Linked DNA regions of Sus scrofa: region 1 is linked to region 2. Evidence: chromatin contacts called from public HiChIP or PLAC-seq data. All regions are on one chromosome and are shown on one strand. The core of a region is the stretch at or near the end of the contact, and the rest is flanking DNA. Distances in the headings are between cores, read along the strand shown. Region 1 overlaps USP25 (ubiquitin carboxyl-terminal hydrolase 25). Region 2 has its middle 26 kb from the start of USP25.

Region 1 (6,232 bases), core at 3,049-5,548, 160 kb before region 2:
CATCTGAGTAGAAGAAAGAAATCCATGAGATAAATACAGACATAGGAGACAGATAAAAGATACAGGTATAATAAGGTTTATTCTGAAATCTTATGTTTATAGAATGATAAATATAATTTTTAAATAGTCCTCACAGTTTTAAGCTGAATTTCAAATACAAAAATATATAGATATATTTCTGATGTTTATGTCATTCCTGTGCCATTTATCTTGACTCTGTAGGATTACGGTGAAAGTCTAATTCAGCCACTAAGTACTCTTCAGCAAACACAAAGCTTGCTCTTAGCTTCATTTTCATATGAAAAATGGAATACTATTACCTTCCTTACACAGTGGTTAAGAGAATGAAATGAGATAAGCCTTTAAGTATCTAGTGTAATCTATATAACATGCACTTAAAGACATATCATTATTCCAAAAATTGATGTTAAGTACACTAAATCAAAACATAGCCATGTGTTTTGAAGCTCCCATGTGGCGCATACAGGCTGCAACTGTGCCACGGGTTTCACCCCTGGCCTGGGAACCTCCACATGCTGCAGTTGCAGCCAAAAACACAAAAACAGAAGCATGTTTTGTAAACATGTCCTCCAAACAATTTAAACACGGTATGTCCAAAGCCAACTTTATCCACCTTCTTAAAAGTCCCCAAAGCCAAAGCTAGTAAGTCAGACAGGTTTAATGCCTCAATTTCATCTTTTAGTTACTGAGTCCAGGCAGGTTTAATGCCTCTACTTCATCTATTAGTTACTGAGTTCTTGCTCTCATTTCCTTTACAATCTTCTACACCCTCTCCTTCATACCCAGTACACTTCTGCCTTAGTTCAGGTTCTTGTCCTCTTTCCTGTCTGTCTCCTCTAGGGTTCTTCATTCTGACTCCTTTCCAGTCAATCTTCTATTATGCTACTGCCAGAGTCATTTTCTAAAAACAAACCTCAACATGCCAAACTCAGTCAAACTTTACATTGGTGCCAGCTCATTAGAATGGCACCTAAGCTTCTTCAAAATCTGACATCAACAAGTACTGTTAGCTTCATCACTTCTACCAAACCCTGCTCCTCATAACTTAGCCACAATGGATTTATCTTTATCTCCTGTTGTATACTTTCCATGCCTTTTCATATGATATCTCTTTTTCTGGAATGTTCTTTTCCCTTCTTTCCGAGCATAAAATTCCTATTTTTCCATCACAATCCAGATCAGTGTTTATCTCAGTCTTCTTCCCAACAATTCTAGGCATATATTATTTTGCACATTTCTCATGATAACACTTATTGGTTTTTTTTTTTAATAGCCACTCCCGTGGCATATAGAGATTTCCAGGCTAGGGGTCAAATCAGAGATATAGCCGCTGGCCTTCACCACAGCCACAGCAACACAGTATCCGAGCCATGTCTGTGGCCTACACCACAGCTCACAGCAATGCTGGATCCTTAACCCACTGAGCAAGACCAGGGATCAAACTTGTGTCCTCATGGATGCTAGTCAGATTCGTTTCCACTGAGCCACGATGGGAACTTTAATAACATTTATTCTGGAATATAAAAATTATCTGTGTGTATCTCTCACCAGACTGAATTCTCTCAGGATAAATAATGGGTCTCACTTATCATTGTGTCCCTCAGAATTTGACACTCAGTAAACACTCAATATGAAAAAACCTGAAAGGAACACTAAAATAATCCTGAGCTTTCATTTAAATTCCTATGTGAAACAACATAGTGTGACTGGTTTACTAACATAGAATGATGAAAGAAACACATTCTACCACTTTTCTAATGTCTCAGAGTAACCATCAAGTTTTGGCTGTATTTATTTTTAAAAATGGCTTTGTCAAAATATATCAATATTCCAACACTGCAATATTTTTTAAATGAAAAACTGCTTTGGTCTATTCAATGCAGAATTTTAATAATTACATAAAACTTTGTACTTTCTTAAGTTGAAATATATATATTAGGTGCTCCTTTGGAGGCTGATTTAAAATCCTCTTGAAACAGACCAAATTAAGAATACCATCCTTGGTGGATACAAACTATCAACAATTCAAAAGTTTTAATACACACTCAAATGCAGTAAAATAAGCTGAGTGAAAAAGAATAAGATCACAAGCTTCTAATATTCCCAATCCAATAAATTTGAAGACATATGGCAGACAACAATTAACACATATTATGTAGTTCTACTGAAAGCAAACATTTCAACAGCATTAAGTACTTATAGTTTTTTTTAAAGTATACATAAACCATGTAACCTATATAGTTCAGAAGGCAAATATTCTTGAATACCTTTATATACTTATAGAAAAAAATCTCAATTTAGAAGTTTGCAATCTATAGAGTGATGTTAAAAGTTAAATGAAATCCAATTTAAAAAGTGTATAAAGATGGAATTTGTGATTTTATACATAAAGGTTAGCTGATTCAAGAAACATTAACCAAGTATTACAAATATCTAGTGAGTACACTGGTGCAAAAAAACTGTAAGAAGATTTTTCAAAGTTTGTAACAACAGTAATATTCTAGCACATGGAATAATAGTAATAATTCATCATGGTGCTCAGCCTCTCTTTTCTCATCAAAAAAGGGAATGGCAGAATGATGAAGAAATCAAAATATAAAAATGTAATTACTGCGATCCCATTTTAGGAACATTTCTGGTTTATCACCTGTAAAACTTAAGATCCTTAAAGAAGAAGGAATAAAGAACTGGGTGTATTCTCCAACCTCAAGGGAGTCAACCCAGATTACAGACATCCTCCTGACGCTTCCCCATTAGAATTTATAGTCAGTCACTTATACTTGAGCTTAGAAAACTGCTCAATATAAGACAAAATGAAAGCAAACACACATTCTACTTACGAGCAAACATTCTCTTCTATAATGTGATATCAGTTCTTCATCATGTCCTCTGTGCGGGCCTTTGGACAAGAGTTCTTTGTTATTCTGATAAGCACAGATAAGGAACAGCAAGGAATCTATATAACTTAAAAATTTAAAAAATGTATAGCATTAGAATTTTATCTCTGAAAAAAAAGTCAACTACGATTATACAACACTTTAAGTATACATTTAAATTTTGATCATCCATCCAGAACATTACAATAAAAAAATAGCTGATGATGTACTATATGCCTGAGAGGTTTTTTTTTTTTTTTTTTTTTTTTTTCCTGCAACAGCCACATCTGATACCAGTAATGTCTTAAAAGTAAAACAAACATACAAAACACCACCAGAACAAAAAATAGAGCTAGTAATTAAGAAAAGTCTGGGAGAAAAAGGCCATAATTGATGATTCGGAGTTCCTTCTTGATTCTTCGGTATTTATTTTCATTTATACTCAAAATTAACACTGATGTGAAAATCAACAATCTTTTTTTTAACAACATAATGCAGTTTTTGTTTGAGGGAAGATCAGATTACTTTGTTTCTTTATCACAAACATCATTTGGTCTGGTTCATTCAGTGACTACTTTTTAGTCAGGTTTTGTTTTTGTTTTTGTTTTTTTTCTATGCAAGGGCACAGTTGTAGTCGTTGAGAAAAATGTAACACAGAGGAGAACATTCAAAGCAAATGGTGGAAGGAGAGAGAGTAAAAAATGCTTCTAAATCTGGGAAATCTAGTGGGATCCAAACAAACAAAACACCAAATTAAAGGCATGCAAGGGCCTGCCTTTGTTTTATATTTAATATATTGGTATGTTACGAATATATGTTTATGACCTTCCAACTAGGTTTTAAAAAGGGAAGAGGAGGAAAATGTTTGTGTATTACATTTGTCTCTAAAATGATTATTCTTCTCCTAACATGCCATGGGGGAAAAAAATATATATATACACACACAGCTATATATTTGCATAACTAAATATGAAAGATATTTTAAGCTTTCTCCTATGTGTCAGTTTTTCAATCATAATACATCTTCTCACAGATTCAGAAAAATGCAACATCCTAAAAAGTGAAATACTGTACAGAAACAATATTCTAAAACTCTAAGTTACACTGCAAAAAAAGTGTTACTGTTTACTACTTAATTTCAGGTGCTCAGATACAAGTCAATTCCATGGTTCAAATGTTAAATGTACAACCATGTGGGAATTAATGTACATATTCATGACAAATCAAACTACATGTGAGTGAAACTATTTCATAAAAAGTAAGTTCTCTTTTCTTATGGCCACATCTGAGTCATATGGAAATTCCTGGGCTAAGGGTTGATTTGGAGGGTAGCTTAGGCCTAGACCACAGCCACAGCAAAAAAGGATCCAAGCTGCATCTGCTACCTACACTACAATTTATGGCAACACCAGATTCTTAACCCACTGAGTGAGGCCAGGGTTCAAACCTGAATCCTACCTGAATCCTCATAGAGACAAAGTCAGGTCCTTAACCCCCTGAGCCACAATGTGAACTTCAAAAATAAGTCCTTTAAAACATTTTTTTTGAAAATGGTTTTTCCCAGGAATTTGTTTTTGAGGAAATTTAGGATATGAACTTTTATTTTGAAATACTGTGGGTATAAGCTCAGCTTAAGCTTTTTTTATTGTTTAGAAAGTGATAATAATATTAAATGTTGTTTTACGCCACTAAATTGAGTTAGTTTGCTGGCACATCTACCTTATCTCTTACAGCTATTTAAGCTTCCTATTAAAAGGTCTTCCCCGAATGACATCCATATCTGGCTTTCTAGTCCTGACTCATCTCTCTGAGAATAGCTCTGAAACCATGACCTTGTTCCAATCTTCTAGTTAGGCATACAAAATGTTCCACATTTTATCAACCTTTAAAGTGCCTATAAACATATTTTTAAGTAAATGAGAATAAAATTCAGCAGTATAGTTACCAAATTCTTTTTTAAGATAAAACAAGACCATGTAGCCTGATGGATTCTCTTTCTCTTCAACTTTTACTACTGTAAAATTATGGTTTCTAAAAACATGGTTTTATTTCACTACTCACAGAAGTAATGATGGCCTGTCAATAAATATTCCATTCATAGCTTTCAAGTGTTATATTTCCTTTCTTTTTTTTTTTTTTTTTTTTTTTTGTGAGCCACTCCCGTGGCATATGGAGGTTCCCAGGCTAGGGGTTGAATCGGAGCTGTAGTCACCGGCCTACGCCAGGGCAACAGCAACGCAGGATCCGAGCCGTGTCTGCAACCCATACCACAGCTCACGGCAACGCCAGATCTTTAACCCACTGAGCAAGGCCAGGGATCGAACCCACAACGTCATGGTTCCTAGTCGGATTCGTTAACCACTGCACCACGACAGAATGAAAGTGTTATATTTTCATTAAAAATAAGTCTGATAGAACCTTTTGGCAATGTTTTATATACTGCTAGCTATGGTAACCGCTGTATTTAAAGTGGTAAAATTAACATTTCTTTTTATAATATTCCATAAATATTGTCACCATTACTAATTTCCTAGTTGATCTTTCAAATTTAGTAAACATTTGCTACTCTAATATTCCCTTTATCACAAGAATACATTTAAGAATAAACAAATTATGAAATATAAACATACTTCCACATTATATTTAAAATCCTTTAACAAATGTTAACTCAGAAAAGCTTAGAGAAAATATGCAGCATGAGAATGAGTTTCACCTTTTTAATTCTTATTGAGATTATGAATACATTTTATCCTTTCTGATTTCATTAAATTATACAAGAATACAGAGGTCCCTATTTTAATTTTTCTCTCCCTTAATTAGTTGTGTGACCATAACAAAGTTATTGCATCATTGTGGATCAGTTTTTTTATCAATAAAGTATAAATGCCTTTTAGACGCTCTATTCAATTGTAAAACCATATTAACATTTTTCTCAGAAAACTGAATCTCCAAAATCCAAAAGCATATTTGAATAGTCTTATTAAAGAAATAAAACTTTGACCAAAATATTAATTTATAAAACAGAGCTATTGATCAAAATGGTTTTCCACTTCAGAGACCAAAGTGAATTATCTTATAAATTATATGACTAGGACTTCGATTATTTGTGTCCAAGTATTAACATTATTTTTTACTTTTGTGTGTTAATTTTTAAGATTTTGATAAGTGTAAAAATGATGACACTGTGCAATGTCCAACAGAACTTTCTGCAATAATGGAAGTGGTACATCTGTGCTGGCCAAAAGAGTAGCCACTAGCCACAGGTGGCTAGTGAACATTTGAAATGTGGCTAGTGACTGAGGAACTGAATTTTTAGACTGAAATTTTAAATTAAT
Region 2 (5,810 bases), core at 1,714-4,213:
CACCGGCCTACACCAGAGCCACAGCAACGCAGGATCCGAGCTGCGTCTGCAACCTACACCACAGCTCGCGGCAATGCCAGATCCTTAACCCACTGAGCAAGGGCAGGGATTGAACCCGCAACCTCATGGTTCCTAGTCGGATTTGTTAACCACTGCGCCATGATGGGAACTCCTAAGAAGGGCTTTGTAATGACATCACGCTGAAATTCAAGTTTTTAAGATCTTCTCAATTTGAGCTGCCTTTGTTTGCTGTCTCATCTTACTTTCCACAATTCCTTGCAGTAATCTCTTCTGGGCCTGTTTCCTCTCATATGGCTCAAAGGGTCATTGAAAGTGTATTTCTTTGGCTTCCTTCAGTATTATTGTCCGCCTGCTAGGAATGCATCTCGACTCAGTCAGTTATTTCTCTCCAAATGTTTACAGCCTTTTAATCTCAGAAAGATTTGTGGCTAATTTCTCTGTTGGATATAAATTCCTCACCCTCTGAAATCTCATGAGTGCTCTGTGTGTGTGTGTGTGTGACATTCTTATCTATCATTTTCAAATTTATTTGCACAATATATTTCTCACTATATAGTTCAGTCATTTAATCCTGGTGGCACATTAAAATTATCTGAGAAGCTCTGTAGAAATATATGCCTGGGCTTCAACTCCAGCCTGAATGATACAATTTTAAAAGCGTCCAAGGTGACTCTAATACCACAGTTCTAGCTTGCTCATGTCTTGAAGACGGGAGCCACCTCTTCTTAGCCATCTTTACACTAGCACAGAATTTCACATATGAGTCCATGATGTGACTAAAAGCTTAAAGACCAGTTTCATTCAACAAAACCAGGAAAAGCTAATAATCTTAAGAAAATGAGGCACTATTCTTCTGAAATTACAATATATTTAAAAGTCTATTTAGTATAACTTGACCTTCAATAGTTCAGTGTCATGAATATTTGGAAGCAAGTTACCTGAATGTGCAAACATGAACAGCTGGACTGAAATCGAACACTGACAGAGTGACGTTAAATACTGGAGTCCAAGGAGGCAAGGCCATAAATAAGAGCTTTTAGTTCCAATGTTTGACAACTGATCCTTAATGCCAGAAAGGATCACAGTAGCAGTAGGCATAGAGTATAAAAAGTACAGTGTAAAGAGTGTAGGACATTTAGTATAAGAATGACAGTGCAAATATGTTAAAAAAGAATCGGTCAGAATAATATGCAATAGTGGGAAAATCATGTTCCACTTCTCCAAATTAAATCACAAATATGTGTAACTTGGGTGCTGCATTGCTTGTTAGAAGCAAATAGTATTTTAATGCCTAAGGGTTTTTAATCTGTTAGTTGTGTCAAAATGATATGGGTTTTTTTTGCAATAGTCTTGACAGAAAGAGTTAGATAATTATGTATATCACTGGCATACCATCAGAAAGGAGAATGTATTTTAACCCAACTTTTCAGAAGGAAATGAAAAGATATGCTAAATACCTCTTTTTTTTTTTTTTTTTTTTTTTTGCTTTTTAGGGCCACACATCTAGCATATGGAGGTTCCCAGGCTAGGGTTTGAATTGGAGCTACAGCTGCCAGCCTACACTACAGCCATAGCAACACAGGATCTGAGCTGTGTCTGCAACCTACGCCACAGCTCATGGCCATACCAGATCCCTGACCCACTGAGTGAGGCCAGGGATTGAACCCGCATCCTCATGGACACTAGTCAGATTCGTTTCTGCTGCACCACAATGGGAAATCCCCTAAATAACTTTTAATGTCTCTTTCAACCCTTGGATTCTCTGAACTATTTGTATCCATCTGTCTTCAAGCTCACCGATTCTTTCCTTGGCCGTGTCATACATACTGCTGAGCCCATGGAAAGCATTCTTCATTTATGTTACAATTTTTTTTTTAACTTCTCATATTTCCTTTTGATTCTTTCCTAGATTTTCCATCTCTCTACTTACATCACCCCTCTGTCCTCTTTTTCCATTAGGACCTTTACTGTATTAATCATAGCATTTTGTTTCATTCAAAAAAATTCTTTACAAACTGTTTATTTTCCATCCATCTTATTTCCATTTTCAGTTTAAGAGCCTATGGACAAATGGCTTAAGACCACTCAAGTCTTGCTCCTACGCATTCAGGGGCCTGAGAAGTGGAAGCTGCAGTCGAGTCTTCAGTAGAAAACTACTGAAAAGGTACAGAGGGCACCTCTATTCCTTCAAACCAGGTTGCGACCTCAGATTGAGTAGCAGTGAACTCAGGAGCTGGAGTAGTGCATTCACTCTGAAATTCCTCCTTGTTCAGAGCCTTTCCAACAGTGCCCTGTATTTCCTTTTCAATCACTTTAGGATTTCTGTAGAAGTAGATAGGGAGCAGGCATGACCTTCCATGGGTGTTCCTGGGAGATGGTGCCATGCACTCGCAGAATTGCCAGGGCCAGCATCCATTACATCAGACTGGTTGAGTGAGCTCCCTTGTTGTTGCCTGGATGACAGCATCCACATAGCACAGAGGAGCATCACAGAGCAAAGGTAGGCAGGAGGTGCCTCTGTGAGAGGCTGGTGGTCAACCCTGGGATCAGTCACCACCAGATGTCTCAGCTCCGGGAATGCTGCCTGGATTTGGTTCCAAGTTCCAGGAGTGAAGCAGCCAGCAGTAGGAGTGGCTCCAGTGACAGCAGCAAACTTGAGGTCAGCTCACCGGCCAGTATTCCTGGAGGATCTAACACTGACATCAGCTGGGTTTTCAAAGGCAACAATGGTACCAGCTGCCAGCAGAAGCTTCTCTCAGGTTTCCTTCAGATTTATGATATAGATGCATCTTGTGACATACTGTTCCATGTGGAAGCCAAGGTTGGTACCACCGAAATGGGTTCCTGATGCAAAGAATTTGAGGATTTCAAGGTCTCTGGACATTGTGAAAATTTCCCTCTCAGTTACAAGAGAAACTCCGCCCTCTCTGGGTAGTGTAGAAAGGCTCATCAGAGTTATTTTCAATCCCCTGTCTGTGCATCCCCAAATCTGTGTTATATCTAAGTCTGGTTCTAAATCTTTCTCTGTTACTTTCAGACTATGTTTGTTCCTGCCTTTGCCAGCCCTTGTAATTTTGTAGTGAAAGGTGAATATGATATGTATGAATAATTAGAACTGAGATAAACAGGACTGCAATGTGAGGATTTATGTTAATTTTTGCTCTAGCAATAGAGTCTACAGGATTCAAATTTGTTTTTGCCCTTGACATTGGGCTTCCCTGAGTATGTCTCCTCAGAGAGCGTCTGCTTCTTACAGGATTCAGAAGTGTAATCCACTGTTTTGCTGGAGCCCTGTTGGTGTGGTGGTTTGGTGTGGGTGAAGGAGCACATCTACGATCCTTCAATTAAATCTCAGTGTCCTTTTCCTTGGACTGTGACCTTTACAGGTGTTTCTAGATGGTACAGCTTCTCCTACCCACTGCTCTGTACTCCCTTTTCTGGCTGCACTGCAGCCATCCCAATCTATTTCCATGAACCTCTGATCCTTGTTGACAATGTTGTTTTGTTTGCTTGTTTTCGTTCTTTAGGGGAAACGGGGAGTTCCCATCGTGGCTCAGTGGTTAGTGAATCCGACTAGGAACCGTGAGGTTGTGGGTTTGATCCTTGGCCTTGCTCAGTGGGTTAAGGATCCGGCGTTGCCGTGAGCTGTGGTATGGGTTGCAGACGTGGCTGGGATCCCGCCTTGCTAGGGCTCCGGCATAGGCTGGTGGCTACAGCTCCGATTAGACCCCTAGCCTGGGAATCTCCATATGCTGAAGGAGTGGCCCTAGAAATGGCAAAAGGACAAAAAAAAAAAAAAAAAAAAAAAGGAGGGGGGACAGGAAGCCCACAGGGGGTGGAGTGGAAGGACTTCTCTTCCACCAGCTGGGAAAAGGCTCTGAAAAATCCTTTCCCCAGGAGTTTTAAGCATAATAATCCTCATTATATTCAAAACTGTTGGTTTATTTCACAATGATTATTCTTCCTTCCCCCACCAGAGCCACAGGGCTCTTTCTTGGATCTTCACAGTAAGAACCTAGTAGAGGTACCAGACTCAGAGCCCATGAAAATGTGGGGCCCTTTCCAGACAGCAGCCGTAGAAGTTCCTCAGTTTTATCTTACTCCACGATCTGCTTCCAGCCATTCACCAAAATTACCCTTTCAGTGTTCCTACGAGTTTATGGCTCCAGAAGCTTCTGTTCAAGGTCAGCAAGTCTCACCTGTGTCTCTCTAGATGAACTTGTCTCTTCAGATTTCTGCCTGGCAATTTGCCCAGTGACTTCAGGTCTCTGACAGGTTCAAGAATCACCACGGATTTTCAGTTGGTCCAGTTTTTTCTGTTACACTATTGTAAAGACAGCAGTGACAACTTCCAAATCCTTTACCTGTCAAAGATGAACCCAGAAGCCTGTTATTTCTAATTGTATATTTCTAAACTTGTAAGCACACATAATAATAGTTAATTGCGAGATATAAAAATATTCTACTGGAACTAAATATCTTATTGAAGTATATTTTAAAACTTAAAAGAAATTAAAAGCTGTCCGGGTTTAATCTGAGTTGAAGCTTAATGTTTTAGTTTTTGTCAATTTTCACTGTTGAAACAGCGAACATTGTTTTTAGTTATTTATGAAACAGTTTCCTTTCAATTAATAAACATAACAATAGCAATCACTGCCATTTCATACAATCTTCCTCAGAGGTTACATTATTTATACTCCCATTAATCAAGAGTAATATTTGTATTTATTTTGTTCTGTCAGTTTATTTTGAGCATTAATATATTTATTTAAATAACTCATGGTATCTGGAAACTTTGTTCAAGCTCAGCATTTCACTGTACATTTATGAAACTTCTTATTCTGGCTTCTTAACCTAAAATACTTTTTGTATCAGATTTAGTGCCACAATCTCAGGATTATTTTGATTATTGAAACTTTTCTGGAATAAAGGGAAAGTATTGTTACTTGGATGGGCTTTAAATATGGCACCTTGATGTATTGAATATTTTAAGTTGAAGGAATTTGAGAAATGGAAGGTGCTGGAAGGACTCTCTGCCCTTCTCTGAGGCAGGTCATAAGACCCCGAAGTGAGAGGTGCCCTCTTGCTACCAGGAGGAAAGCAGCATCCTCATCTCTGAATGTGAATGAACAGATCCTGTTAACTTTCCTCCTGTTCACCTCACTTACCTCAGACCCTTTTTATCCTGTCACATTTTCCCATGATTTGTCATTCTTCAACAAACTCACCATAAAAACAGTGCTTCTTCATGCAGTTCTCATTGTGGCTCAGCCAGTTAAGAACCTAACCTAACATGAGGATGCAGGTTCGATCCCTGGCCTCACTCAGTGGGTTAAGGATCCAGCATTGCTTCAAGCTGCAGTGTAGGTCACAGATGCGGCTTGGATCTGGTGTTGCTGTGGCTGTGGCACAGGCCGGCAGCTGCTGCTCCAATTGAATGCTTAGCTTGTGAATTTCCATATGCCACAGGTGTGGCTGTAAAAAGAAAATGACAACAATAAACACTGCTTCTTTGGGTCTTCACTTCCTTATGAAGGTGCCTATGTTATATAAAACTTAGGTTAAATAACTTTTTATGCTTTTTAAAATAATTAATATGTCAAGAACCTGGATGGAAGGGTAGAAGGAAAATGATATATTTTTCTTTCAGACATTACAAATAAAGTTTTATTTTTGTCTTTTGGTTTTGGTTAATATGAGAGAGTCACTGACAGATGCTACAACAAGCCACCAACATTATCCAAGTTTAAATGATTGTTATTTTGGTATAGTATCATGAAGGATTTCCT

What was found. HiChIP or PLAC-seq counts read pairs in DNA pulled down with a chosen protein or histone mark.
Region 1: a contact with region 2 is called in an H3K27ac HiChIP or PLAC-seq map of skeletal muscle. The contact joins two enhancer-like sites. A contact is called at or near these places in 2 of 47 Hi-C or Micro-C datasets (both in skeletal muscle) and 1 of 2 datasets of contacts at active chromatin or transcription factors (skeletal muscle).

The regions. Positions count from the first base shown.
Region 1 is chr13:180,700,682-180,706,913 of Sscrofa11.1, reverse strand. It overlaps USP25 (ubiquitin carboxyl-terminal hydrolase 25), which reads right to left. Exons shown (of 24, transcript XM_021070825.1): 22 at 2,862-2,985. Among named protein-coding and RNA genes, the nearest start is that of USP25, 130 kb to the right of the region's middle. Within about 2 kb of position 4,298, at least 5 of the 83 cell types and tissues checked have an H3K27ac peak or open chromatin away from gene starts, as enhancers often do. A contact at or near this core is called in skeletal muscle, where this site is marked.
Region 2 is chr13:180,542,469-180,548,278 of Sscrofa11.1, reverse strand. It overlaps the pseudogene LOC110256265. Among named protein-coding and RNA genes, the nearest start is that of USP25, 26 kb to the left of the region's middle. Within about 2 kb of position 2,963, at least 1 of the 83 cell types and tissues checked has an H3K27ac peak or open chromatin away from gene starts, as enhancers often do. A contact at or near this core is called in skeletal muscle, where this site is marked.